7 separate regions of the Mus musculus genome follow, and all the other regions are linked to region 7. Evidence: chromatin contacts called from public HiChIP or PLAC-seq and promoter capture Hi-C data. All regions are on one chromosome and are shown on one strand. Each heading gives the region's core, a stretch centred on a gene start, on an enhancer-like site or on the middle of the called end of the contact. The rest is flanking DNA. Distances are from core to core; before and after follow the strand shown. Region 1 holds the start of Pias3 (protein inhibitor of activated STAT 3). Region 2 holds the start of Polr3gl (polymerase (RNA) III (DNA directed) polypeptide G like). Region 3 holds the start of Rbm8a (RNA binding motif protein 8a). Region 4 holds the start of Hjv (hemojuvelin BMP co-receptor). Region 5 holds the start of Txnip (thioredoxin interacting protein). Region 6 holds the start of Ankrd35 (ankyrin repeat domain 35). Region 7 holds the start of Arnt (aryl hydrocarbon receptor nuclear translocator).

Region 1 (2,881 bases), core at 15-2,514, 1.3 Mb before region 7:
GCACCTCAGCCCCCTTGTCCTGGGGTCTGAAACCAAACAGTCCAGAACTACCATCTTCCTTCTTTCTCTCATACATGGTATATTCATAGATAGCCACCAGGGTGGGAACCAAGGCAAACTTCTCAACAGAGACCCCAAGAGAATGAGAATGGGGTCTGTGAACCAAAGCACAGAAGTCAGCTCTTAAACGTGGATGGCCCAATGGCTAGAACTCAGGCTTACTCGGGACAAGGATGGGGCGAAGCCAGAAGATGGGGGAATGAAGGTCTAAGGTTCTGTAGGATATCTTCTGGTGTGGTTCCTTGGAGACTGTGTTGTGGTGGGGCAAGATCTCTCTCCTTCTAGGGCTCCCTTCTGTGAATGTCTAGAAGACCTAGTCACGGGTGGACCATTAGCTCTCCCAAGTTCTTTTCCTCCTGGTCTCCTTTTCAGGAATGTGATGAAAACCTTGTCCTTCTCTCTACCTTTCCATCCTTGGCTCCTCCTACTTGTTTTTATTTCTCCACTGGCTCAATAACTTTTTTTCTATCCAGTGGTTCACACTTCTCTACCTCTCCAACCACAGGACCTCATTAGGACAGTTCCTTACTCTAAGCCTCCAGGATGCTCCTGCCTCATCTCTTAAGGTACGCTCCTGTACAGCCCCGCCCCCTTACGTCTCAGCCCCCCTATCGGTACTGCCCAAGGCTCGGATGCCCACAGCAGCCCCAAGCCTAAGCTTCAGGTCCCCGGGAGCTTGATAACATCTGGTCCTCGGGTCCCATCCCTACGGCTCCCCCTCACTGTCACACCTCTTGGCCTGATGGACTCACCCCTACGCCTCTAGAGGAGCTTTCCCTCGCCCGCCTGTACCCTGCAACTACCTACTACTAAAAGCGGCTACGGCCCCGCGTCCCCGCCCCTTGTGCCTCGGCCCTCCGGGGCGACAATTCCCCCCTCCGCCCCACCCCTGCATCTGCCCTGCGGCCCCGCCCCCGGGGCGCCACCGCAGCCCCTTTTCGCGGCCGCTGCCCGCGCATCCCTGTAGCCAGTCCCTGCCACGTCGCCCGCACCCACCCCATCCCGCTGCGCCCAGCCTGGTCGCCTCCCCGCCTCAGCGGGCAGCCGAGCGAGTCCTGCTGGGGCTGGGGGAGGGGGCCGGTACCTTTAACTCGCCCAGCTCCGCCATCTTGAGACATCGCAGGCGCCCCAGCCCGAGCCGGAGCTCAGGCCCAGGGACCGGCGCAAACTCTCCGCCCCAGCGCCGGCCGCAAAGGCCGCCTGCTCCGCCCCGTCCGGCCCCCTACACCTCCCCTTCCCGGCCCCGCCCGCCGGGCTCCGGACCGCCGCCGGCCTCGCCCCTTCTCCTGCAGCCGGATGGCCGGGGCAAGTCTCCCGGCGGCGGGAGACACGGTGGCCCCGCAGGGAGTGTGCAGCCCGGGGATCTCGGGGCCCTGCGGGTAACGACGAGAAGGCGGACCCGAAGGGATGGGCTTTTAGGCAGCCAAGGATACTTGAAAGATGGAGGGAAAGTATCCGGAACTGCCGGAGCTCCGAGGGATGGGGGAGGGGCGGCGAAGTTGGAGCCCCTGTCCCCCGGAGATCTCCGCCGCAAGTTTAGTTAGCGAAATCCCAGAGTCCCGCCAACTCTGAAAGTGATGCTCTCCTGTCCTTTTTGGGGGAAGTTGGGGACTTGCGAACTGTTGGAGACGGCTGTTCCGAATTCTTCACCTCCCCCGAACACAGCAATTACAAGCTTAGGTCCTGCTAGCGCCATACGACTCAAGGCTTGACAGGCAACAAAGTTGGGTGCGGAAAGCAGGACTTACCCGCAGAGTTGCGGGGGTGAGCCCCGGTGCAGAAAGGGCTCGCGCAGCTCCGGCAGTCTGCTGCACGGCTGGAGTTCAGTCGGGCAGCTGGACGCTGCAGCCGCAGCACCGCCCGGGCCTGAGCTCCGCCCGGCCAAGCGTTGCTGCTGGGGCCGCCCCCTCCAGGGTAAGCCCGCCAGGACCTCGGAGAGGGGAGAGGGGCGGAGCCCAGGAGCCGGGCGGGAGTTATTAACTCCTCTGAGCGCTGAGGAGAGAAGAGATTCTGGGCATTCAAAGTTTGAGTAGTCCTTTGATCCCTTGCGGGAGGGAGTGTAGAGCCTGGACTGGGCTGGACTGGGACTATGTGCATTGGGACTCTGGTTGTTTAGAAAGGTTATAGGATGAGATCTCCATCTATCTGGGGGAAAACCTGGGCTACAAATGGAAAATAAGCAGCCCAATCCCTACAGATAACCCTCTATCTCCCAACCTCCAAATATGCTTTCAGTAACTAGGGATCCCACAGTTGGTGAACACAAGGAGATACAGGTACAGAAGACACACTTCTGCCCCTCTTTAAAGTGCCTACTTCCTCCTCCAAAGCTTTGGACCCTCCAAAGGGCCCTGTTTCAACCAAGTTGGTCACTTAACCTGACGATTTGAGTAGTTCATTTCTTTGTTTGTTTGTTTGTTTGTTTGTTTTTCGAGACAGGGTTTCTCTGTGTAGCCCTGGCTGTCCTGGAACTCACTCTGTAGACCAGGCTGGTCTCGAACTCAGAAATCCACCTATCTCTGCCTCCCGAGTGCTGGGATTAAAGGCATGAGCCACCACTGCCTGGCTGAGTAGTTCATTTCTATATCTATAAAGATAGCTACTTTAAGGCACTGTTCCTTATACTAGTTATCGTAAAAACTCCACATTTTATAGTTGTTTGGGGCCTCAGGGATAATGTCATTTGTCCAGTAAATATTTGTAAAGGGGGGAGGTAAATATTAAAGTGGCAATCAGGGATTGCTAGGTGCTGAGGGCTTAAAACCATTCGAAAGCTCAGTCTGGCATCAGAGGCAAGTTGTACAACAAACATGCAAAATAA
Region 2 (2,974 bases), core at 219-2,718, 1.2 Mb before region 7:
CGTTCCTGGGAAAGGAGGAGAAACAGCCGGAGGGAAATCACCCACTTTTATTAGCTATTGATGTGTGCCGAGAGATGTGCATACATACATCATCTCCAACCCTCACAACTCAATGAGGGGGGAACTATTGTCTTCCTGCAACAAATGATAATGAGGTTAAGCAAGTTCCCCCAAAGCGCTACAGCTATGTTTTTATACTATTCCAAAAACGGAGTATGTGTCATCCACATGCAACTTCCCAGTCTAGAGGCCATTTTCTCTGACCTCTGTCATATTCTTGTTGACTGACTCCTAGTTTTACATCCATCCTGAAGTATTTCCCTTTACTTCTACTCTGTAAAAAAAATGACTCTTTCTATTCTGCCCTCTTTCCTTGAAGGGGCTTGAAGGGCAGTGGAAAGTACAGAAAGAAAAAACCCACTGGGTTCCTGCCTTCTCTCCCCAATTACTGCTCTGGTCCCAAGCCCCCTTCTCTCCCTCACTTCTCAGACACCGCAACAATCCGCATTTGGGGCCTGAGCTTGGTAGCAGAGTCAAGAGTATCAAGAGTTCAAGGCCAGCCTAGACTGGGTAGCCAGACCCTGCCTTTAGAGAAAAAAAATCTTTTAAAGATTATTTATTAGTAGTGCTGGTGACTGAGGAAGAATAATAAAGAGGGTGTGTGTGGTATGTGTGTGTGTGTGTGTGTGGTGTGTGTGGTGTGTATGTGATGGCCTAAGCCAGAAGAGGGCGCGGGAGTCCGGTAGTTGGGAACCTCCTGGAGTGTTTCTCTGTGTGTGTGTGTGTGTGTGTGTGATGTGTGGTGTGTGTGTGTGTGTGTGTGTGTGTGTGTGTGTGTGTGTGATGTGTGGTGTGTGTGTGTGTGTGTGTGTGTGTGTGTGTGTGTGTGTGATGTGTGGTGTGTGTGTGTGTGATGTGTGGTGTGTGTGTGGTGTGTGTGTGGTGTGTGTGTGTGTGTGTGTGTGTGTGTGGTGTGTGTGTGTGTGTGGTGTGTGTGTGTGTGTGTGTGTGTGTGTGTGTGTGTGTGGTGTGTGTGTGTGTGTGTGTGTGTGTGGTGTGTGTGTGGTGTGTGTGTGTGTGTGTGTGTGTGTGTGTGTGTGTGTGTGTGTGTGTGATGGCCTAAGCCAGAAGAGGGCGCTGGAGTCCGGTAGTTGGGAACCTCCTGGAGTGTTTCTGGGAACTCCTGCAGGCACAGCTGTTAACAGATGAGCAGTCTGGTTTCTCTGACCCAGGGCTACATTTCCCAGCAGCGGTTCTCCTCTTCTGGCTCCGCCACGTGTCTGGATGAGCTCTGAGTAGCAGGACATCTTAGCCATCTAGTTCGGTCTGGGCATAAGAGGTGAATTCTGCAGCCCCAGGTCTCAGCGCGCCACTTCCCAAGCCTCAGTTCCGGTTAAGCTCGCTCCCTCCTCCTCCCCTCCTCGCCCGCCTCCGCTCTCGTCGATTGGCCAGGAAAACCCACCAATGGAGAGCTCGGGGAGGCGGGCCTAGAACGAGGGCTGGAAGAAGAAAAGCAAATTTCAAGTTGGCGGCTGCGTGGGCCCTGAGTGGGGGAGGGACGGCAGGTAAGGCTTCGACCTGGTGGCTCTGACCCGGTTTGGTTCGGTACTTCCCGAATTAGTCCCTCGGCGCCGACAGCGACGTAGATAACGCTTTCTGTCAGCCTGTTGGATCAGCCCCCTTCTAAATCCCTCCCCTTTTTCCCCGGGCTCTCACTGCTGTCTTGACTGTACGCCGGAGACAGCTTGCTGTCGCGCCTGGGGACAGATATTAAAGCAGGAGAGGAAGGTTCATTCTTGTAGCTCAGACTCTTCTATGGTACCAGCTTCTCCCGCACCCATTAACGTAACATTAGCCCCCTGTCAAGAGCCTGACAGATTCTTATTACCTATCAAGTCAACTGAACCGCTACCCTCTACCCACCACTTTCCTAGACCACCGTGAAGAATTTATTGATCCCCGACCTGACAAAGTCCGATTATCACTATTGGAATCTCTTTAATTTTTAAAATTACATTATTTGTGTGTGTGTGGGGGGGGTACGTACAAGCCATGGCTTACGCAAGGAGGTCAGAGGACAACTTGAGCTAGTCAGCCTGTTTCCTGGCCACTTGGCAACACGAGTATTTACCATCTCACGAGGCTGACTTTTTCCATCCCTCCCATGCTTTTATCGGCAGACTCTTGCTATGTAGCCCATACTGGCCTCCAGTTTGCATTCCCCCTGCCACAGTACCCCCGGTGTTAGGATTATATGTTCTCTTTCACTGTTTCTATTCTATGAACGGAAGGTTTGATGGGACAGATTGGGGTACTTAATACATTGTGTTCAGTAAGCGTTAATCGAGTGGAATTGATTTGTGGGAACCAGTGCTCTTGTCAAGGAGGACAAATTTAAACTCCTGATATAATTAGGGAACAATAAAAGACAACATTATATAATTAGGGGTCTTTGAACTGGTGGTTTATTGCATTAATGTTTTATAGTTATTCTCAGACCAGAGAAGGAAAACAACAAAAAGAACCAGAAGGGAGTCTTTGTGACTCACAGAGTCTGTAGACACATGTTCAAAAGACAGATATTTACTGAGAACCTACTACATAGCAGACACAGTGCTAGACAACCGGGATCACAATGAACCCTCTGATAACATCTATTCAATAAATTGTTATTTAGTATGTGGGAAAATATTTTCGAAACCAGTTCTTTCTATGCAGGGCAAACAGGCTGACCTCCAACTTATGACCCTCCTGCCTCACCCTTTCTGGGATAACAGGCTTGTACCACTGCACCCCAAATAAGCTTTTTTCTTTTAAATTGAGAAATGTGAGTCCGGTCTTACAAATGCTAAGCATTCATTCTGCCCCTGAACTACACCCCTAGCTCTGAAACAGCATCTTTAGGAAGAGAACTCACTAGCTCTTTTCAGGTCGGTCCACTCTTTCACTTTTTCCTTTGAATTTATTCAACTTA
Region 3 (2,772 bases), core at 169-2,668, 1.2 Mb before region 7:
TAGTCTACAAAGTGAGCCCAGGACAGCTAGGGCTCTGTTATACAGAGAAACCCTGTCTCAAGACAAACAAACAAACAACAAAAAGTATCAGAATTTTACTTCACCAACCAAGTACTCTTTTCCTTAAACCAGAAATGCATAGTTACAAGAAAAATTTCGCAGCTATACACCACATATCCCCATTATATACACAAACATGCTCATTCTGTTTCTGTCTCTTTCATGTGGGTAACAAAATCAATTTCCAATGTCATTTCACTTCCTACCTGTGCTTGATCAACTCACAAAAACAACATAATCAATGTATCTAAGAGTTGTAAGTGAGGGAAGCAAGAAAATCTACCTTCAAGTATCCCGTGCGCCTGTCCAAATTAAGGTGAATATTTTTTATTTCCCCATATTCAGCGAATTTGTCATGGATATCTTCTTCAGTGGCTTCTTCGTGGACTCCAGTGACAAAGAGAATCCAACCTTCAACAGCTGTTGGGTAGGGAAAGTGTTGTATGAACATGTAAGCTAAAAAGCCCAGTATTCAGGAGGCAGAGGCAGGCAGATTTGTGAGTTTGAGGCCAACCTGGTCTACAAAAAGAGTTTCAGGACAGCCAGGGCTTAACAGAGAAACCCTGTATCCAAAACAACAACAACAAAAAAACCCAAAACCAAACAAACTAAAAAAGAAAAATTCTGAAAAGAACCTACAATAAGCAATTTTCTGAGACTGGTTAAACAACTCTTTACTTTGCATTTGAGTGCCAGTGCACACAGACTCCCCATAGGTCCTATTTACTTACAGCGCTGTGGTCCAGGTTCATCGCCGTCCTGCTCCACACTGTCGTAATCCTCCCGCATCCGCGCTCGGGACCCCTCTTCTAAAAGAATTCATACCAGATCACCGAAAACTGTCCTCCAAATGTGTCCCCCTCACACTCCCAAATTCGCGGGCTTCTGCCTCTTAGACCACTCTACCCTATTCCCCACACTCACCGGAGCCAAAGCCGCGGCCCTTCCGTTTCTTTGCTTTTTCTTTTAGTTTGTGGATGCTTTCTAGAGTTCCAGGTGAGAAAATAAGAAGCAACAAAAATAAGAGTCATTTGAAAAAAAAAACAAAAAAAACCTGTCGCGTTTCCTAGACTATCTGGAAGCTTCGACACAGACTCCAGCTTCAGTCCCTTCCCAGTTCCGCCCCTAATTCCTTTCCCAAGGGGGAGGAGTCTATCTTTTCAGACCCAGTTCGTGGGGTGACGTCCCAGGAAAATTTCTACTGCATTCCCCTCTCGCACCTTCCCCTCTTCCCGCAGTCGCCTCCACTCTCCTCACCGTCCCCATCCTCATCCATGGCGAAATCTTCGCCCCCCGCCTCGTGAAGATCCAGCACGTCCGCCATCTTGCTTCTCTCGGCGCTTTCTGAGTCTCTAGAAGCTAAGCACCTCGGGAAGCTGTCGCAGAAGAAAAACGTCACGAGTTAGGCTGACCAATTAAAGGTTGCCTCCAAGTCCCGCCCTCGGCGCGGTGAAAATTCGCCAATGTAGGCGGCCCCACTATGAAGCGCTAGAAACGTCCAGCACTCTGGGACCCCGATGGAGCTCTGCGAGTATGAGGCCGTAGGCTACATGGTTTGTGATTGTGTTTTGTTTTCTTTTCTTTTGAGGCAGGGTCTCTCTATATAGCCCTAGCTGGGCTCGAAGTTACAGATATCCAACTATATTCCCCTTCCACATGCTGCTGGGATTAAAAGCCTGTGCTACCACGCCGGGCTCCAAGGCTACAGAATGAGACCCTTTCTCAAAAACATAAAAAGTAAAATAAAGTGGTTTCGGAAGTTCTACAGCCAAGTTGATCAGGTAGATTGAAGGTCCGGAGCGCAGCCGCGTTGGGGCAAATTTAAAGGGTGAGTGAAGTCAGTGACTTTCTCATAAAACTTTCAACTAGCAAGAAATCCTTTGATACATATCTACATATATGGGTTTATTGAAATGACTTACGGGCTGCAGTCCAGCTAATTGGAGAATAACTAGATGTGTCCAGAAAGTCGAAGAATCTAGTATTTGCTTAGTTCCACAAGGCTGGATGTCTCAGCTGGTCTAGAATCCAGAAAAAGTAGGCTCCAGTGCCGGTGAAGAAACGGACTTATGAGCAAGGCAAAGTGCAAAAGTTTCCTTCATCCATGTTTTTATATAGGCTTCAGCAAAAGGTGTGGCCCAGGTTAAAGGTGTGCCTGCCCGCTTTAATCCCAGCACTTGGGAGGCAGAGGCAGGCAGCTTTCTGAGTTCGAGGTCAGCCTGGTCTACAGAGTGAGTTCCAGGACAGCCAGGGCTACACAGAGAAACCCTGTCTCCAAAAACAAAAACAAAACAAACAAACAAAAGATTAAAGAAAAGCCTGTGTCTTCCTGCCTCTAGATGTAGCTCAGAGGTGTTCTTTCCTACCTAAAGTCTGGACTAGAAGTGGATCTACCCACTCCACCAAACAGAAAATCACAGGTGTGCCCCTCATTTCTGGATTTGTAGTTCATTCCAGAGAGAGTAAGCCTGACAACTGAGAAGAACCATCTCAGGTGTTTTTGTTTTTGTTTTTTTTCTTTTCAATACAGGGTTTCTCTGTGTAGCTCTGGGTGTCCTGGAACTCACTCTGTATTTCGAGGCTGTCCTCGATCTCAGAAATCCGCCTGTCTCTGCCTCCCAAGTGCTGGGATTAAAGGCATGTGCCACCACTTCCCCGCTCAGGTGGTTTTTTTTGTTTGTTTATTTTTTATTTATTTGAGTACACTGTAGC
Region 4 (3,198 bases), core at 614-3,113, 1.1 Mb before region 7:
CACTGGGAGTGAGCTGGGGACGGAAGGGAGAGGGCAGTGAAATGAGACACAGGTTCTATCCAAGTCCAGTATGCACCTAACTGCCAAAAACCATCCGCCATCCCACCGTTCCTACCACTCAGCGTGGCCGCTTTCCCAATCTCAACCTTCATTCTCCCAATCCTTGCCTCCTTCCCTCCTTTCCTCTACTAAAAACGTGTAAAGCAGTCAGACTTCTTTTCCCTGGGGTCTAAGGACGCCATCTGTGTCCTTCTTCAAGTTAAATGGGAAACAAGACAGGCCTCTTTCAGAGTTGGGAGGTGCTGGGACTCAGCACACATCCCTCCTCACTCTCCCCCCACCCCCCACACCCCCACACCCCCACCCACCCCCACCCCCGCGCGCTCATTCCTACCCAGCATCCTAACCTCTGGATATGTCCAACCCTTCCCTGGCCCTTCCTTACCCTGTCCACAGAGGAGCAGCAGGAGAGTGAGGGTGCTTAGAGTTGGAGGGCTGCCGTGGGGGGACCGGGGACTAGGGGACTGGCCCATACCTATCCAGCCAGGTCCCCCCAGGCACCGGTTCTTCCCAGATGATGAGCCTCCTACCTAGTGAATTTCTCTGGGTACTTCTGTGACTGGAAGAAGAAATTTGGCTGAGTGTGGGGAAAGAGAAGGGTTGGAGACCAGTCAAGATGGTGGGTAGAGAGAGCATCTGAAGAGACCAAAACAAAAATGAGACAGACTGGATCTTGGGAAGAAGGAGGCTTCCAGAGGGTGAGCGTGGCTGGTGAGCCTCTGTGCCCTGCCCCTGCGGCCACCTTCAGGTCCCTTGTGCAATATGCCTACGGGGGCGGGGTGGTGGTGGAGGGAAGGTTGAGTGACCTCAGTGTGCAGAGTCCAGTGTACTGCCCCATCCTGACTACCAAATAGCAGATGTGCCAAAAATGGAGGACCCCTAGAGAAAGTGAGGTTCTGACCATGTCAGTGGGTCCCCAGTAGCACCAGGATCTGATCACGCTTTAAGAACATACTTCTTATGGATCCTTCCCACCAGAAACCACCTGCCGTTTCATTTTCTTCACTGTGTTAGAAGGGCACAAAGGGTAACATGGTAGGCAGACGCCCTGTCTACGATATCACCTTCCCAGTGAAAGGAGAGCCGGTCTCTCAGCCTCTCCAGAGGGCTGACAGTACGATCCCTCTCACAGGATGGGGTACAAATCAAGCATTCAAATTAATATATGTTTCTGTCTAACAGTTCATGTGTTTTTCCAGACCCAGCTGAAAAGCCCAATCCAGACACTCCTGGTCTTTTGAGGAGAACAGATATGGGGGAGGGTCTGTCTCCTTTTCTCCTGTCAAAACCCTACTTTGGGATAAGCATATGAGCAGGAGGTCAGAGAGGTCTTGAGGTAGGGATGGGAGTGTAACTCGATGGTAGCTGAGTGTTTACCATGCTCAAGGCCCTGGGCCCAGTCCTTAGCACTGCCCCCTCCCCCTCTCCCAAGGTCTTGGTGTAATAAGATGGAGAGGAAAATAGGAAAGCCAGAGAGAGGCAGCATTAAACATCAAATGGCCATGGATTAGAAAACATCTAGGCAAGAGGAAAAGTGAAGACTGGGGTAGTTGCTAAGGGGAGATCTTAGTTTTCAGAACAGATGTCTGTAACTTTATGAAGTTCTGGCCTTGACCCAAAAGCTTATCAAAGTGATCGACATTTCATCTGGACTTACTGTTTCCCGAGGTCAAGCATTACTCTGATACTGGGTTCTCGAGCCATAGTTGCCTATTCTGTTGGTCTGCTCCAGCCAGGGGGTCCCCCATCTCTTTCTCCATGATTGCCCCGGAATGGCTGCAGTCTCACTCAGGTCAGAGAGCCAGAGGAGGTTTGGTGTGGGGGGAGGGGGGAGGGAGAGTATATGGTTGGCCCAAGTACTGGACAGCTGAGAGGAGGAGGGAGGTGCCTACTGAGTTGACAGTTTTAAAAATAGCTAGGTCCAAAATTCCAGGAACGTTGGTGGCAGTGGGGTGTGGGAGCTAAGGCAGCAGGAACGATGAGCAAAATAAGGATGGAATATGGAAATATTGGATACCAAGGGAGGGAGAGTATAAAGAAAGATGATGGCCAAGTCATATATCCAACTGTAGCTTATAAGCTGCCACTCAGGCCCTCCAGCATTCCCAGTAATGAACTCAGTATTCCCAGTAATGCCTTTAAGACTGCTGGTGGTGATTTTGTGTGATGCCAGTCACTCACTGCTCTCATCCTCTCTTTACTGAGGATTCCATTGAATTTCTTCTACACATAATACACTGAGGTGGCCGGCTTTGAAGATGGACGGCAAGCATAGTTCAGAGACCCTCCCCCATCTCTGCCAACTATTTCAGAAGCTGAAAGGTCCAGCTGTCCCGAGAAATCCGAGAGCAGAATTGTTTCGAGAAGGGTTTATTCCGTCTGCCCAGATCAGATCTCTGCAGCTGTCTACTCTCTCTCCACCTTTTCCATTACACTAGTTTGTGCAACAATCCCTCCTCCCTCCTCCTCATCAATACAAACACAAAAAACAGAAGCTTCCAGGTTGCAGGGGCCGGGGCCGGGGTAGTAACAGAGGCAGAGAGAAGAATCGGAGTCAGTTTTGAACACTACTGATCCACAGAGGAGTGGCGTTAGATAGGTGAATTCAGAAGGAAGACATTTGGGAATATACTTTTATAGACAAACTGTTTGAAGATTCAATTATAATCAGGGTTTTAGCTATGTCCGTCTTTTCACCTGGTGGCATTTCTGGGACACTGTCCCACAGTACTTGCCAAGGGAAAGCAGCACAGGACTGATTACAAAGTGTGTCACAAAAGCTTCTGGCCCTGTCAGCTCTACATGAAGTTCTACAGGTCCACATGGTACATGGTCCCTTCTCAGGCACGCATACACACACACACACACACACACACACACACTTTACAAGAGAAGTGTGGGAGCACATGTATTTTTTATAATGAATTTAGCTTTTTCTCAACTATACAAGACCATATCACAATAATCTTTTACATTAAGTTATTTAGAACATGTCTGTCTCTGTGTGTCTGTGTGTACCTATGTGGATGTCAGAAACGTTATAGGAGTCAATTCTTTCCTCCCACCATGTGGGCGTTAGGGGCCAAATGTGAGGTTTGGTAGCTAGTTCCTCTACCTACCTGCTGAGCCATTTCACCA
Region 5 (3,045 bases), core at 80-2,579, 1.1 Mb before region 7:
CTAATTTATTATCCCTGACCAAGAAGAATTTTAAAACCTTTTTAAAAACAAAAACAAAAAATCCTCACCATTAGGTCAGGGGTATTGACATCCACTAGATCCATCACTTCGAAGTTTTTCTTTGCCTCTTGAGTTGGCTGGCTGGGGCGATCGAGAAAAGCCTTCACCCAGTAGTCTACGCAACCATATTTTCCTTTAAAGGATGTTCCCAGGGGCCTGTGTCAAAACAATGAACCAAAATTAAGGCTAAGAACTGTAAGAGATCAATGGAGGGGGAAGACTTAGAAATAAGAGTGCAAGGTGCACACGGTGGATGCCTACCCTTGAGGAAGCTCGAAGCCGAACTTGTACTCATATTTGTTTCCAGGCCTCATGATCACCATCTCGTTCTCACCTGCTGGGAAACAAAGACAAGGGGCCATTAGGCTTCTTGTTACATTTTGAAAGCGTCAATGAGGAGTGCCTGGGCAGTAGACTACCTTACTTCACTTCCACTTTCATCTCTTACACTATGGAAGAAAAGATCCCAGAGCACTTTCTTGGACAGAAAGTTGCGAAATCCACAAATACATTAATCTTTAAGTAGTAGCTAAGACAACACTTTCAGGAAACAGTACCTCAGAAAGTGTTCAAATCACTCTAGGGGGGTGAAGGGTAGTGAAAAACTTGCTAATTACAAAGTAAAAAAATATAGGGACCAACAGTTCAAACCATTCAAACGAACAACTCGAAACATTTAGTGGTGCCCTCCCCGACCCACAGACCTCCCAAGTCACCATCAGTCCTGCTGGGAGCAGTACCTGTAGGCTGCTCTTCTAGGAGAAGTGTGTCTTCATAGCGCAAGTAGTCCAAAGTCTGTTTGCACTGCTGAGACCCTTGCATCCACAGGACCTTGGCCACGCCGCAAGCCAGGATCCTGACGGCTTTGACTCGGGTAACTTCACACACTTCCACTATTACCCGTCCGGCCACCTTCTCCCCGCTGCCGTACACCTTCTCGGGGTCGTTGAAGACCACCTCAAAAGACTTGATCTTCTTGAACATCACCATGATTGAGCCGAGTGGGTTCAAGAAAAACGAAAGCCGGAGAGGAAAAAAATCTTTAAGAACCCTTCAAAGCAAACGAAGAGCTCGCCTCCGTAAAGTCAGGGCTTGAAAACCCAAACGAAAATGTAAAGAAAGCTTCAAACAAACCCTAACAACTTTTCCAAAAGGTGCCTGGAAGTTTCAGCCTGCCGGCTGTGCCAAAAGCTTTCAGGAGAAAAATAACAGCTGTCTTCCGCAACTGGAGAAACTCTGGAAACCCCGAGACCAGAGGAGGAGAGTGTCAAGCGGCTGCCGGAAACGGCTTATATAGCCGCCTGGCTTGGCGCTCCACGCGAGTGCTGGCCTGGAGGCTCGTGCAGCCCTCGTGCACAGTTCTCCCATTGGCTACTTGGCCCTTGTTTACCAGGCCTCCAACCAATCAGCGAGGCCGCCGGGGCGCGTGGACACGGTGTGCTCCTAGCGGGGAAAATGGTTGTTGTTCGGGTGCGCAGCCTTGCCAGCAGGAGGGGCGGGGCCCGGGGCGACGGGTGCCCTCCCTCCCCCCGGGAGGCTGGGACCCCGGGACCCTGAACCTCATCCAGGGGACTCCTCTTGGGAGCTGGGTTATTTGGGTGTGTGCTTTGTTTTTTTTTTCCCCCTTCTTTTTTTAGGTGAAAGAAAAATGTGCTTAGGAGAGGATTTCATGACTCGCCTGAGCCAGCGCAATTCATTTCGAGGTGACCATTTATTCCTGGCTCACAAGTTCGCAAGTCTTGTGAAAAACAATCCCATCGCACCGAGGATACTCCAGGATGGAGCGGAGGGCGAGAGTGCAGTCGTGTTAGTGAGAAAGAGCCCACCCGATATGCTCCTATTGCACTTCTATTGAAGAATAAAAGGCTGCGGTCTCTCCAGACGAGAACTTGTCAGATATTTTAAAGTCTGGCTTTCAGTCCTTTCTGGTGAATGCTCTGGTGGGTTCCCCTCATTTCCCCCTCATTTCATGCCCCTATGTGCTGCTACTGTTCCTCGCCCATTACATTCTATTCTGTTCTCTGGAGCGGAAGCAGTAAGGGAGTGTCCACATCCTGTTGCTTATCCCCTCATCTCTTCAGTGTACCTGTGAAGTTGGGGAACATTTTGTATATGTTCCCTTGTTCCTCACTGCAGCTTTGTGAGGTGTTTACTTTCACACTGATGGCTCCCCCGTCCTTGTTTCTCCAGGAAACAAGAGGTGGACAAACCAAAAAAATAAAATAAAAGAAAGAAAGAAAAAGGAAGAAAAAGAACCTCACTCCTTACTTTGTTTTCGAGTTCCTGTCATTCTTTTCCCCCCTCTGTCCTCTCTCCAAATTCACTAAATGAAATGCATGTCCCTAAGCCTGTTTCAATTTCACCGGCGCTGGAGCTGTGTTAGTTTCACTTAGTTATCTGGCAAACCTTGCTGAGAGATGCCTCAGGAGCTGACTAGAGAAATAACTCTTAAGTGTGCAAAGAAACTCTTGTGTGAAGGATTACCTGCAACCCCCTCCCCCTTCGCCCCCTACTCTATTCCCCACCCACCCACCCACTCCCACCCCCACCCCCACCCCGCGCCGGAGCCTTGTCATTGAGTCCTAAACTCCTTCCATATTTGGGCAGAATTATTAGGAGACTATCTATCTCCTTCCTTGCGCAGGAAAATAAAGATGATATAGCCCTGAGATTAAGATGGAGAAGTAAAAAGCGATTGCATGCCTGTTCACCGCTGTTCATAAACAACACCCCCAGCCCCCACCCCCGCGCGCCCTAACTGGGTTGACACCCTAAGGCTAACAAGTTACAACTGAACCTTAAGCAAGCACAGAGATGAACATCACACGGTTCAAAAACATATACACAACACCAAGGCCTAGGAACACCTTGATCCTTAGGGTGTGTTTGTTCCAGAAAGTTAACTAACTAGGCGTCAGGTGTTTTCCAACGATAAACAGTATTTATGAATACTGTAAGGGAGGTAGGTCGCTCACTAACTTCAGT
Region 6 (3,221 bases), core at 204-2,703, 1.2 Mb before region 7:
TAGAGAAGGACAACTGTATCCTCCCTGAACCACCATCTTCCAAAATCTTTGTTTTGCTCTAGAGGGGAGAGAACGGAGAAGAGAGTAACCCTTGTCAGGAACTCTCTCATTGTGATCCACTCTGTCTTCTCCTTCACCATCTCATTCCCCTAACTCAATCAAAGAAAATGAACACAAATGCTAAACAAGACAAAGGAATAATTGGGGGTGGGGTGGGATGGGGGGAGAACCAGACAGAACTTGATTGGTCCCAAGAACCAGTCTGAAGACTAGACAGTACAGAGAACTGGCCAGGGTAAATTCTGCAGGCAACTCACCCAGGCTCTTGGGGATCAGCCAGGAGACTTGTCTGTCCTCTGACAGCGTTTGTCTGGCTAGCTAGGTTGCAAGGTTAAGCCACTGTAAGCAGGCAGGAGGTCCAGGCAAAAGGTAGAGGAAGTAATATTGAGGAAAAGGTCACTGGAAATTAAGAAAACAGAGGCCCCATGTTGGACAGACGCTTGGAAAGAGATTTGGATTGGTGCTTGAGAGAGTGGAAGAGGCAGTGTCATGGAGTGGAAGAGGCAAGTTTGGTAAAGGAGGCTGTGAAGAAGGGTTGGAAGAAGGCACTGGGGTGAGAATACTTTGGGGGCAGAAAATACTGTTAGGGGCAGAAAGCAAAGAGTAAAAATGGAGCTATGTGAGAGAGAACGTTGTGAGAAGGCAAGGATGGAAGTGAAGCTATAGGGCAGGAATTAGGGATAGAAGTAGGAACGGATTTAAAGGCTGGGGTGGGGGCGGGCAGATGTCTGGAGGTGGGTTGGTACTGGGAGCCGCAGCTGAAGTAGAGACCAGGGTCATTGGAAGAGAACAGAACTTTAGAAAGCATACCAGAAGCTGGAAGCCAAATATGTTGGGAAAAGGAGCCAAGGGGAAGCACCTTGGGAAGGAAAAGATTAAGGGACAGGGTTTTAATAACACCCATAAGTTCAGTTACCAGGGCTGGCGACCGCATTATCAGAACTGCTAACATCGCAGGAAAGACTGATGCAGGCAGGGTTAATGCGATCATCCATGGAGATGGGACTCAGGACTTCTGTCAACACAGGGCTTGAATCCCAGCCACAGCCCTTCTCCCACACATTTGGCACCTACCGCCACTTGTGAACTGGAGCAGGAGAAGATGCGCTTCATGGCCGGGGCTAGGGCCACGGGGGGACGGGGACGCGCAGAGAGCCGGGCCACAAGTTCCTAACCCAACTCGGCTACGGCTGTGCCGAAAGACAGCTGTCAAAAAGCAGACTGGGTCCCGCCCCAAGCCCCGCCCCAGATCCCACCCCGCTCAATCGTAGACGTTCAACTGAAGGCTGGGCTTAAAACCCCGCCTCTGGCCCTGCCTAACCCCGTCCCTGCAGAGGCAAAAAGCCCGCAGTCTTTTGCGGCCACCCTGGCTGGCTCTCAAGTTCCGCCCTTCAGCCGAAGCCCGCCCCCTGTAGTTACCTACCGAATCCAAGAGGGATGCTCGCAGCCTCCGCACCAGCGACTTCCAGGCCCTAAGTCCCCCGTCTTTCTGCTTGGAGCTCCACCCCCAGTTCCGCCCCCGCCCCCTCTCAAGGACCTCCACAAGCTTCGATGTCACCAACCTCTTTTACCAGTTAATGACTCTTAGTCATAGCCATGACCTGTGTGTGCTTCATCCCCTCCCTCCCAACGCCCCAAGATCTTCTATAGAGTTTGGAAACGTGATGCACTAAGCAGACTTGATCACCAATGGGTGATTTGTGACCCACTGCAACCAGAGGTTGGACAAAACTCAAAGGATCAAGCCGATCACTAACGCAGATCTTAGAAAGCAGCAAGGGGAGAGTTTTTACTGTCTGCTTCCCCACTCCAAGAAACAAACAAACAAACAAAAAGTCCGACCTTCCTTATCCTTTAGACTCACTTCTTAGTAATTCTTGTTTGACAAGTATTAGTTGCAGCCAACTGGTCTGGCCTTCCCATCTCTCCTTTCTCCTCCCTGTAAACCAAGCAAGCCCACCCAAATACTCATGGAACCCTATGGAATAAAGCCCAAAATTCTTTTTAGAAGTGTTTTACATTAATTCATTTACTGAGGCATGAGTATGCGCTAAGGGTGGGCACCCTTGTGGAGGTCAGAAGACAACCGGCGTTGGCTTTCTCCATTCACCTTGTGAATCCGGTGCTTGAACTAAAGTAGTGAGGCTTAGCAGCAGACCCCACCCCCACCCCCGCCCCCCCAAGATGCTATAGGCCCAAAGTTCTTTTCTTTTTTCTTTCTTTCTTTTTTTTTTTTTTTTGTTTGGTCGAGACAGGGTTTCTCTGTGTAGCCGTGGCTGTCCTGGAACTCACTTTGTAGACCAGGCTGGCCTCGAACTCAGAAACCTGCCTGCCTCTGCCTCCCAAGTGCTATTATTACAGGCATGTGCCACCACCGCCCGGCTTAGGCCCAAAGTTCTTAACATGGTTTTCAAGGTTCTTCTGAAACAGAAGCCTGAAGAAGGTGTGGTGACGCATCCGCCTTTAATCTCAGCACTCCGGAATCAGAGGCAGGTAGATTTCTGTAAATTGAGGCCAGTCTTGTGTGGTGGGTCTACATAGCAAGTTCCAGGACAGCCAGAGGTACATAACAGAGAGATCCTGTCTCAAAAACCAAAACCAGAAGCCTGCCTTCACTCTCAGTATTTTCTGGCAAACTTCCAAGTTTAAACTGTTGTAGCAGACCATTCATTCATAATGCCCTTTGCAACTTTTTTTTTTTTAAGATTTATTTATATGTAAGTACACTGTAGCTGTCTTCAGACACTCCAGAAGAGGGAGTCAGATCTCATTACCATGTGGTTGCTGGGATTTGAACTCCGGACCTTTGGAAGAGCAGTCGGGTGCTCTTACCCACTGAGCCATCTCACCAGCCCCCCCCCCTTGTACTTTCTTAATCCATGTAAAGTGTTTTTCATTGTTGTAAAATTTCCCTTAAAACTCTGACAACCTGCCTATCAGTGTGCATTTTGGTGTGTGCCTTACTGGTCATTCTTACCATCACCTAGATGGCCCCCACCTTCCTGTTGTCCGTTTACATCTTTGTTTTTCCAATCAGGTGGGGACTCTCTGATGGCAGTGGTTGTGTTTTTGGTTTTTTTTTTTTTTTAATTAGTCCCCTAGCTTGGCTCATAGTAGGTCTTTAATGTCTGGTAAGTAAATGTGTGAATGTATAAATGCAT
Region 7 (3,094 bases), core at 348-2,847:
TATAGTTTTATTCTATAATTCATCAAATATTCCAATAGTTTCCTGACAATTTACTTCATCTTCATGTAAAAAAAATAATAATTTAGGATTTAAAAAACTGATATTCAGGGGCTGAAAGGAAGGTTCAGTAGTTGTGAGTATGTGTTACTCTTCTAGGACCTAATGTCAGTTCCTAGCATCCACATCACGGGGCTTTCAACTGCCTGAAACTCTTGCTGCAGGGGATCCAACACCCTATTCTGGACTCCTCCCATTCCTGCACTCACAAGTAGACATTATCATATACATAATTTCTAAAGCTTAAAAATATTTTTTTTAAAGTTGATATTGACACATGAATTTGAAGCCAACCTGGGCTACATATAAGTTCTAGGACTCTCTCTCTCTCTCTCTCTCTCTCTCTCTTAAAAAAAAAGGCTGTTTCCAAAAATAATGGGAAAACAATACATTTCCCAGTGTTTCAGCTATTGTGTGTATGTATATACATACGTGTGTGTACCCTGTTACTGTAATATAGTACATTAACAAGATAAAATTTAAAAGTTCAATGTGAAATAGCAGAGACCAATATTACACAACCCTCCCTCCAAACTCTTCGATGATACAGACTTCTGGGAAATGATGGATTTACTTTGTTGGAAAATAACAAGGTAAATTAGCCCAACTAAAATGAAATACTTCCTAAGATGTAACTGAATACAGTAGAAAGGACTGAGAGGGAGACTGCAGTGATCCAAAGTCAACCGGGGGCTGGAATGAGACAAGACTCAAAATAAGATGAACGAGAGACAGAGACAGACAGACAAACAAGCAAGAGGACGTCCACAGACAAATGGCGCGGGACATTTTTCTGAAAGAACAGGAGTTGCTCCACCTCGACCTAACAAGATTTAAACCTGGGTTCTGGACTAAAGACCTGTCCTGAACTATTACCATTACCCAAACCTCTGCCTTCAGCAGCAAGACACTAATAACTACGCTAAAACCCTAAATTTCAAAGTATAGGAGTTACAAGAATCTGAGCAGATTCTCAAAGAACTAAGTTTTCCATTTAAATGTAAACCAAGTGTAGAATCAAGCAAGACTTTGCAAAACGTCAACGTGGCCCCGTCTATAGCCCAGTTTACGCTCGCAGTTACACCAAGTCAGTTTGCCCAGTTACTTACTAGGCATCAGGGGAACATCAGCTGGCAGAGGGTTAAAAGACCACAACACTCCCTAACACCGCAGGCAGAGTGGAGACGCTGGCCAAGCGCCACCACTACTCCAGAAGTTGGGGCACGGAGCCCCCAAACACCCGTCACCCGTTCCCCAGGTCCTCCGGGCAGGGCGCCTCCTCGACACCCCTCCCCCAACACCCGAACGCCACGGCCCTGCTGCTCTGCTCTGGCTCTCCGCACTTGTCAGTCCTTTCTGCCGCCTCACCTGGGTTAGCTGTAGTCGCCGCCATGGTCGAGATGGCACCGTCCCTGCGCCACCCTCGGTGGGAGGGGCAGCCGCCACCGAGCTGGGGGAGGGGAGGGAAGAGCCACTCCGCAGATTAGGCACCTTACCGCCGCCACCGCTACCGCGGAATCCAAGATGGCGGACGCCCACCCCCCTCCCCATCCTGGGCAGAAGACACGCCCCAAACTATGGGCGCGGTCAGTCTCCAGACAGCCTCCCTGGGAGAACTGGCCAATAGAAACAGTAAGTCGCCATAGAGGCCGGGCTAGTGACTCGGCCAGTGAGTCCGGTGACCCGAGGAGTGCTAGGAAGCCTGAGCTAGGAAGCCAACCAGCTGTTTCCCTAATCCGGCCTTCTCGGCGTCAGAGATTCATAACCAAATTGACGTCAGTGAAATGCAAAGAAAACGAGCATTTTACTAAAATGTTTTCTTTCTTAGTGGGCTCATCAGCATATGCTTCCTACAGACGATTTGTTATGCAAACCCTCTTTATAGGTTCTAACACAGGGATCACTAATCCATTCTAGGTTGTTTTTTCTTTATGAACTTTTGTCACTAGTAAAAGTCCGATAACTAATTCTTAAGAGTTGGCTCTGAAGCTGGTAGGAAAAAGCTGGGTGATTACGTGGTACCAAAGATGCCAACATTTGAAATGGAGACAACGAACAAAGAATTTTTATTAAACAAGTATTCCAGAACTCAGAATGCAAAGACCAGTCTGTACTACAAAATGAAACTAGTCCCTTTCTCTGCCCTCCAAAAGTGAGGTGTCCTATGTCACAAGTTTTTTTAAAATGACAAGGTAGTAAACACACAGACGTAATGTCTAATTATAAGAACTGAGCAATTCAGAACAGACAATGTCGACTCAAAACACTGTGAGATAAATTCTATAATTTTACAAATCAAGAACTACAAGCAGGGGCTGGAGAGATGGCTCAGCGGGTAAGAGCACTGACTGCTCTTTCAGAGGTCCTGCGTTCAAATCCCAGCAACCACATGGTGGCCCACAACCACCCCTAATGAGATCTAACGCCCTCGTCTGGTGTGTTTGAAGACAATTACAGTGTACTTATTTAGAATAATAAATAAATCTTTGGGCCAGAGAAAGCAGGAACTGAGTGAGCCGACCAACTGGAGTGGGCGAGGTTGATTGGAGCAAGCAGAGGTCCTAAAGTCAATACCCAATAACCACATGAAGGCTCACAGCCATCTGTACAGCTACAGTGTACTCATATACATAAAATAAATAAATAAATCTTAAAAATATATATTTAAAAAAAAAAAAGAACTACAAACAGATCCAGGCATAGTGATGCATGCCTTTAATCCTAGTACTCAGGAGGCAGAGACTGGCCAATTTCTCTGAGTTCAATGCCAGCCTGGTCTACATAGTGAGTTCTAAGACAGCAGGAGCTATATATAGAAAGACACTATCTCAAAAACAAACAAAAACCAAAGACATGAAACAAAGGCCACCTTGCAAATTAATCCAGTAGTGAGAAGCAAAGTGAATGAAACTAACACCCAAAGTCTATTATATTCATCACCATGTATATGTGGACTGGGGGGAGGAGGGTAATTTTGTTCTTTGAAACAAGGTCTCATGTAGCCTAGACTGACCCCAAATTCACTATGAGGATGAAA

The links. Promoter capture Hi-C pulls out the DNA fragments that hold promoters and counts their contacts. HiChIP or PLAC-seq counts read pairs in DNA pulled down with a chosen protein or histone mark.
Region 1: a promoter capture Hi-C map of pre-B cells shows a contact between it and region 7, with 4 times the contacts expected there. The contact joins the promoter of Pias3 here to the promoter of Arnt in region 7. A contact is called at or near these places in 2 of 39 promoter capture datasets (liver and pre-B cells) and 1 of 9 other capture datasets (liver).
Region 2: a contact with region 7 is called in a promoter capture Hi-C map of liver, with 4 times the contacts expected there. The contact joins the promoter of Polr3gl here to the promoter of Arnt in region 7. A contact is called at or near these places in 3 of 39 promoter capture datasets (liver and pre-B cells) and 1 of 115 datasets of contacts at active chromatin or transcription factors (pancreatic cancer cells).
Region 3: a contact with region 7 is called in a promoter capture Hi-C map of liver, with 5 times the contacts expected there. The contact joins the promoter of Rbm8a here to the promoter of Arnt in region 7. A contact is called at or near these places in 2 of 39 promoter capture datasets (both in liver).
Region 4: a promoter capture Hi-C map of liver shows a contact between it and region 7, with 7 times the contacts expected there. The contact joins the promoter of Hjv here to the promoter of Arnt in region 7. A contact is called at or near these places in 1 of 39 promoter capture datasets (liver) and 1 of 9 other capture datasets (liver).
Region 5: an H3K27ac HiChIP or PLAC-seq map of microglia shows a contact between it and region 7, with 6 times the contacts expected there. The contact joins the promoter of Txnip here to the promoter of Arnt in region 7. A contact is called at or near these places in 3 of 39 promoter capture datasets (liver and pre-B cells), 1 of 115 datasets of contacts at active chromatin or transcription factors (microglia) and 1 of 9 other capture datasets (adipose tissue).
Region 6: a contact with region 7 is called in a promoter capture Hi-C map of pre-B cells, with 6 times the contacts expected there. The contact joins the promoter of Ankrd35 here to the promoter of Arnt in region 7. A contact is called at or near these places in 2 of 39 promoter capture datasets (liver and pre-B cells) and 1 of 484 Hi-C or Micro-C datasets (B cells).

What each region holds. Positions count from the first base shown.
Region 1 is chr3:96,695,459-96,698,339 of GRCm38.p6, reverse strand. It overlaps Pias3 (protein inhibitor of activated STAT 3), which reads right to left and starts at 1,264. Exons shown (of 14, transcript NM_001165949.1): 1 at 1,145-1,264. The coding sequence starts at 1,168.
Region 2 is chr3:96,592,675-96,595,648 of GRCm38.p6, reverse strand. Polr3gl (polymerase (RNA) III (DNA directed) polypeptide G like) reads left to right here and starts at 1,468. Exons shown (of 8, transcript NM_027241.4): 1 at 1,468-1,565.
Region 3 is chr3:96,628,574-96,631,345 of GRCm38.p6, reverse strand. It overlaps Rbm8a (RNA binding motif protein 8a), which reads right to left and starts at 1,418. Exons shown (of 6, transcript NM_001102407.1): 1 at 1,318-1,418; 2 at 985-1,044; 3 at 792-869; 4 at 344-480. The coding sequence starts at 1,384. It also overlaps the pseudogene 6330549D23Rik.
Region 4 is chr3:96,523,850-96,527,047 of GRCm38.p6, reverse strand. Hjv (hemojuvelin BMP co-receptor) reads right to left here and starts at 1,863. Exons shown (of 4, transcript NM_027126.4): 1 at 1,718-1,863; 2 at 446-619; 3 at 1-13. The coding sequence starts at 533.
Region 5 is chr3:96,556,241-96,559,285 of GRCm38.p6, reverse strand. It overlaps Txnip (thioredoxin interacting protein), which reads right to left and starts at 1,329. Exons shown (of 8, transcript NM_001009935.2): 1 at 801-1,329; 2 at 322-397; 3 at 69-216. The coding sequence starts at 1,050. Gm15441 (predicted gene 15441) reads left to right here. Exons shown (of 4, transcript NR_040409.1): 3 at 889-2,000.
Region 6 is chr3:96,668,363-96,671,583 of GRCm38.p6, reverse strand. It overlaps Ankrd35 (ankyrin repeat domain 35), which reads right to left and starts at 1,453. Exons shown (of 14, transcript NM_001356538.1): 1 at 1,135-1,453. The coding sequence starts at 1,173.
Region 7 is chr3:95,432,893-95,435,986 of GRCm38.p6, reverse strand. It overlaps Arnt (aryl hydrocarbon receptor nuclear translocator), which reads right to left and starts at 1,597. Exons shown (of 22, transcript NM_001037737.2): 1 at 1,426-1,597. The coding sequence starts at 1,450.